2 separate regions of the Zea mays genome follow, and region 1 is linked to region 2. Evidence: chromatin contacts called from public Hi-C data. All regions are on one chromosome and are shown on one strand. The core of a region is the stretch at or near the end of the contact, and the rest is flanking DNA. Distances in the headings are between cores, read along the strand shown.

Region 1 (2,953 bases), core at 213-2,712, 460 kb before region 2:
TAGAATTTGATTTGAAACCTAATTATATAAATATAAATGTATCTCAAACTAACTAATTGATAAGTCTATTCTTTTAGGATATAAATTATATTCTAAAAGGGGGTAAAGCATTTTATATTGAGGAAAATACATAATGAGTACTAAAATTTTTTATGAACTATTGAAGCAAATATCGCATGTGTGTGTGCATTACATATTTAAAATATTTGCCTAAATTGATAAGAATAACTAATACTATAAATATGTTTAGTCACATGCTGGATTTCTTTGTTTGTTGTATCTACAGTTGAATTGGTAACTCATTTAAATTTAAAATATTTAAAACTAATAGAAAACAAAAAAACGAATAAGGAAAAATATAAGTACCTGCGCTCTTCGGCCCAAACCGCCCAGCCAGCCCATCTTCTCCCTTTCCCCTCACCGCTCGGCCCAGCCTTCCCCTCTGTGCACTGACAGGAGGACCCCACTGGTCAGCTTTATCATTCATGCGCCAGCACTGACTTGTGGTCTCGCGTTGTCAGCCAGTCGTCTCACAGATCTTCGCCTACGTGTGCCCAGGCAGATGACCGGCGAGTCCCACAGCGCGGCGGACTTTATTTGGACACTAGCGCATGGCACCGCTTCATCCGAACTGTCCTCTTCCTTCCATAACAAATTCGACGGAAACAAGGGATTCAGTTGAAGTCGCACAGGATCATCAGCTGCTCCTCCATGGCAAAATTTGTGGGCTCCAGAGCATAAAAACCATCGCCCGCACCCACACCCACACCCTGGAACCATTCAACGCGCCACCCATGAACCAAGTGTCGATTAGAGGAACCAAGGGACGAAAGCTATGAGAGCTGCCATTAGCGTCGGGGAAGAATGGGTGCCGCCAACGTGGTCTTGCACCCCGAGGCGTTGTTCAAAAGCCAAATGGAGGTCCGGGAGCATCGTCGGGCTTCACGGAGTCTATTCCGTGGTCAACTGAGCTCGGGGCATGACCAAGGCACAGCGAATTGTTCGCCGTAGCTGTGGTGTCTCCATACCCCTGTGGGCTACACTCTCAGGCGCCTCCACCGCCAGTAAGAATCTCCTTGTAGTTATCACCTTGTTCTGTGCATAGTGTAGCGACACTCAGATCGGTTTTGGGTCGCGAGACTGCCGGATTGCTGCGCTCCAGTGATCCCTGCGCCATGGCTGGCGAATGCCGCCGTTGGCTGGCTGTGGGAGAGGGAGGGAGTAAGGCACGTTGTGTGTTGGTTGGATGGAAGTCGTGGCTGTTGGATCATGTACCAACGTATGAGGTTAGGAGATCGCATATCGATTTGTAGGTCGGGTCTGGATCGTTGATTCAGAATCTGACAGGTAGAACTTGATTAAACCTAATAAAATCGTGAGCGTTCGATGGGATCTATCGGAGGACATGTGTACCTGTTCGGTTATGTTTTGAGATCTAATCTGGTCCGTAGATTCTAGATCGGACGACGGAGAAAAAAACGTACCCCTTCGCTATGGTCATTTGTCTAAAGAGACCCTGTACAATTTGTAAATAAACCCGTAGTCCAGCAAAGGTATAAGATCATTATGGTTAGGTCCAGACTTTCACAAAATGTCCCCTGCGTTTTAGGGAATAAGTATCTGCAGTATAAAATCATATAGAATCAGTTATTTAAATACGAAATTGAGTTTTTAGCACAAAAACAATTCGATAATCTTATAAAATTCATAACTTAATTGTTTCAACTCAGATCCTAGTAGTTCTTGAACCTACGGTTACGTAGCGACGCGTAGAATATTTTTACGTGGTTTGTTCTTATGCTTTGTTGTAATGTTATGTAACTGTATTCATCATTTGCTTGTTTGTATGTATTTCTACAAGTAGAGGCAAGGCGACGAGGAATCTGATGCCCATCTTTTGAGGCAACATCTGGACAACAAGGTTATCACAGGTATAACGCAAGTTGTGTCCTTGATCATATTTTTTTACCTAATAATGTTCATGAAAATCACCGTGACAAGCTTAAGTTAACATGATAGGACCTAATAGGTTACCTAGCTTTGTTTACACCACACCTTGCATACAAATGAATTATTGGGTAGTTTTTCTATTGCTTTTCGGTCATTAGCGGCTCAGACCCTCACATGAGTAAGTTATAAAATTAAACTTTACATGTCATGCGTTGCATTGTGGGATTTATTATTCATTATGATCAATTATTTAATTGGGTTGGTATCTACTTACGCTTAGTAATTGCTAATAAAATTTTGACCAACTTATTTAAAAGCAATGCTCAACCTTAACCATTTTCCTCGGTAAGCCTTACACTACACATGACCCCACCATAACGAGCTCATCCATATTATTCTCCACATTTACCGAGCGATGAACGTATGTGAGCTCACACTTGCTATAATCACATCGTGTGAAAAACAGGTACCACCTGAAGTGCATGAAGGATGTAATAATGAGTTCGGAGAGGTCTAGGCTGTCGTCTCTCAGTCAACTATAGTTGCGTAGGATCGTTGTCGTCCTAAGTTGTATTTTACTTAGCTATTTTGTACGGAATTTTATTATATAATTGTGACAGAACCTCCCAATGTATTATGCCCACCCACAGATGTCCTTGTCCTAAGGACCTCAGATAGTCATGCAGGTGCGCATAATGACTCGACAAGTTCGGTTATCTGTATATTCATCATATCGCCCAAGAGCGCTTAACCCATCACGCAGACATTACAAATAACCGAGTGCAGAACTTATTATTACATAACCGGATGTTTGAGTGGAGAACTTATTATTACATAACTGGGAGGCAAAACACCCTCCCCCAAGTAAGTTTAGTGTTCTTCCGCCTGCTTCGGCACCACCTTAGAACAGAAACAGCAGAACTCCGCCCTTTCATCACCTACAACAACATGGGTTTGAAAACCCTGAGTACGGAGTGTATGTTCGCAAGTCTTAATCGTCAAA
Region 2 (3,063 bases), core at 336-2,835:
TAACATAATGATCTTATCATGAACAATAAATAACAAACTGATAATAAATGTATGATCATGAATATTGTGTATCTCCATACCCAAAACCACATAAAGCAATAGCGTGTACTACCCAAAAATTCAGTGGTAAACAAGGTATAAAGATAGTCAAACTAGGGTAACCTATTGGGTCCCATCAAAATTAACCTATGCAGATCATTATGATTAATAAGAACATGATTGGGTAAAAGGAAGTGATCAAGGGCACAACTTGCCTGGGACTTGAGATTCCAGGTACCAGGATGAGCTTTAGATGACTCGCAACCTCGCTGCTCGTCGTAGCAATACAGACAAACAGTGTATAGGCAAAATTAACATCACACCAAACATAAGAACAAACTACATAAGAATATTCTACACGTCTTAACGAGACCCTAGGTTTGAGAACCACTAAATTCGGAGTTACGGTTATCGAGTTACGATTTTCCGAAAATATTAAATGTCTGGTATAGAATAAATCAAGTGGATAATTTTGATATAGGTTTCATGACTAAACAGAGTTACTAGATGATAGACAACATTGAAACAAAATTAATGCAACTGAAACGGATTAAAAAGGAGTTACAATGGAATTTCTATGAATTAAATAAGTTCTAGATATATTTTTATGCACAAAAACCATTTTCTATATCATTTCCATTAATTTCCTAAGCTTCTAAACTGTGCACACAATAACCAGGGAGTTTGGGGGTCAATTTGTAAATTTAGGGTACAACTGCAATTACTATGTGCTTTCCGTGGACGGCGGGTTAATTTTGTAAAACCCCAGGGTCTCTTTAGCATAATAGGCGACCGAAGGGGGGTACGAAGCTGGCTGGACCATCCGATCTACCACAACGGCCCAGAATTAAAACACCTAGATCTAATCTCGGGCGTTCATGAGAGATCTACGGTTCATATTAAAGTTCCCCCACCAGTTCATGGATTTACTCCTAAACGACCATCTAACATCCAACGGTCCAGGGCGGATGAACGAAGTGGTATACCTGCGCCTAATCCGAGTCATACGACTTTGATCCAACGGCTCCAGTGCTTCTTCCTCCTACCGGCCAGACCCGACGGCGCCCGAGCCCACGGCAGCGGCGCCATGGATGGCAAGGCCCCATGGAGTCTCCGATTTCCCAGGCTCAACGTCTACTAAAGCTACCCCACGCGAAGGACAAAACAAATACATCTAGGGACACATTACCTGATTTTAAGGCACCCACCATCCTCGCCCACGCACTCGACAGTACCGCGGCGCAACAACATGCCCTCCCTGAGCTTCGTTCTTCAACTCCTCATCTAATTCCATGAACTAGGGCAACCGGGGAGGAGTATATATAAGGCAGGGTGCCGAGCGCAGGGGCAGAATAGGGCTCGGCCCAGGTTGTTGGGCATGCCCGATGCGCGCGCGAGTCTGTTACGAAGTTCCTTGTCGTGGAATCGCCGCGAGCGTGGTGAGGAAGACCGACCCGACAACTAGGCCCCACGTCACAGTGGTACACACGCGCGCGCAGCCGTGGAGAGACCGGCATGTGGGCCCGCACGCAAGTGGCTCTGTATGAGAAAAGGGAAGGGAAAGAGAAATGACAGGTAGGGCCCACCTGGCACAGGCAGTAATTCCATAGGTGCACAGGTGACGCGTTGGGCTGGCGGGTGAGGTAGAATTGGGCCGGAAGCATGAAATTCGGCCCAAAGCGCCAGGAGTTCATTTTTCTTTTATTCCTTTTCAGATTTCATTTTCTATTTTTATTTTCCATTCCAAATTCAAATTTGTAATTCAAACTTAGGGTCAAAGTTATCATGCACAATCAAAATATCCAGCATGATGCAAAGTTTTCTTTTGCTTCTTTATTTATTACTTACTTTAATAAATGCCTCTAAGTATAGCATTGATGAAAGGAGTATTCACTCAAATAAATATGCAAACCTCCTATTATTTATTTTTATGAGTTTCAAATTATGTTTAAAATTTTAAATATCCAGTTTTGATTTGAGTCATCTAAATTTAATACTATCCTTATGTATCAATACTCATTTAAATAAATGCTTATAATGTTTAATTTTTTAACGAAATGAATAATTATTTAGTTGGATAGAAAACCTTTCTTTATTCATTCTTTGTTTCGCAATTTCAGTCCTCAAAATCCAAATCTGAAGTATAAATTAGAGATATCTCACTTTACTATTTTATTTATTTATTTATTTATTAATTATTATTATTATTATTATTATTCCCTTATACAAATTTTGGGCTTTACATCCATCCCCACTCGCTCAGGCTTCTCGTCACCCCTCTCCATCGCTGGGACGTGTCGGTAGTGGACCTGGAGCCGCTGACACGGCCTGCAGCTACGAAGGAGAGAGGTAAGAGGAAGATCTGTTGTCGTTGTCTGTTCTCCGATTGTTGTTGCCTATTCTCTAATATTTTCTCCACCCGGCGAGCGGCAAGCCACACACGTCAGTGTTGGAGCCTAAACTAAGTCACATCCCAGTCACCCAGAGGCACGTGGGCATGAGCCATGAGCGGAGGTGCTCCTCTTCCCTCGGCCGACCCCTTTGCACACTTTGCAATTCTTGCTAAACTAGAGCCACGCTGTTTGGACCACTATAGATATTTTCTAAGCTTCCATTATTTCGACATAGTTTGGGTCAAATGCTAAAAGATTATATCTGATTAGGGTCTTTTAATTTTAAGATTTATTGTAAGTCGTGTTCGTCAAATATTTTGAAATGGGAAAGCAGTTCTGTTCAATAATATTTATCTTAGCAGTTCAGTTTTTATATGGCTTTCTTTCATGCTACTGGCTACATATGTACCCTACACTTGCAGACTTGAGGTGGTCTACTTGCAGACTTGCAGTTTTTTGTTCTTAAATCAATTTATCTGTTTGCTGTGTTGTTACATGTCTTTTGAGAACATGCATTATATTTCCATGTTTGTCCAAACAGATATGATATTAGCAGTTCAATAATAGTTATCTTACTAACTTTTAATACTATAACTAAGTTATGTACTATTTGCAACTTTTAGATAATGGG

The links. A called contact is a pair of places that touch in the nucleus more often than the background predicts.
Region 1: a contact with region 2 is called in a Hi-C map of leaf mesophyll, with 3 times the contacts expected there. The contact joins two enhancer-like sites. A contact is called at or near these places in 2 of 25 Hi-C or Micro-C datasets (endosperm and leaf mesophyll).

What each region holds. Positions count from the first base shown.
Region 1 is chr1:104,527,455-104,530,407 of Zm-B73-REFERENCE-NAM-5.0, reverse strand. No RefSeq gene overlaps it. Among protein-coding and RNA genes, the nearest start is that of LOC103644829, 47 kb to the left of the region's middle. Within about 2 kb of position 1,462, at least 17 of the 20 cell types and tissues checked have an H3K27ac peak or open chromatin away from gene starts, as enhancers often do. A contact at or near this core is called in leaf mesophyll, where this site is marked.
Region 2 is chr1:104,066,068-104,069,130 of Zm-B73-REFERENCE-NAM-5.0, reverse strand. No RefSeq gene overlaps it. Among protein-coding and RNA genes, the nearest start is that of LOC100278967, 51 kb to the left of the region's middle. Within about 2 kb of position 1,585, at least 19 of the 20 cell types and tissues checked have an H3K27ac peak or open chromatin away from gene starts, as enhancers often do. A contact at or near this core is called in leaf mesophyll, where this site is marked.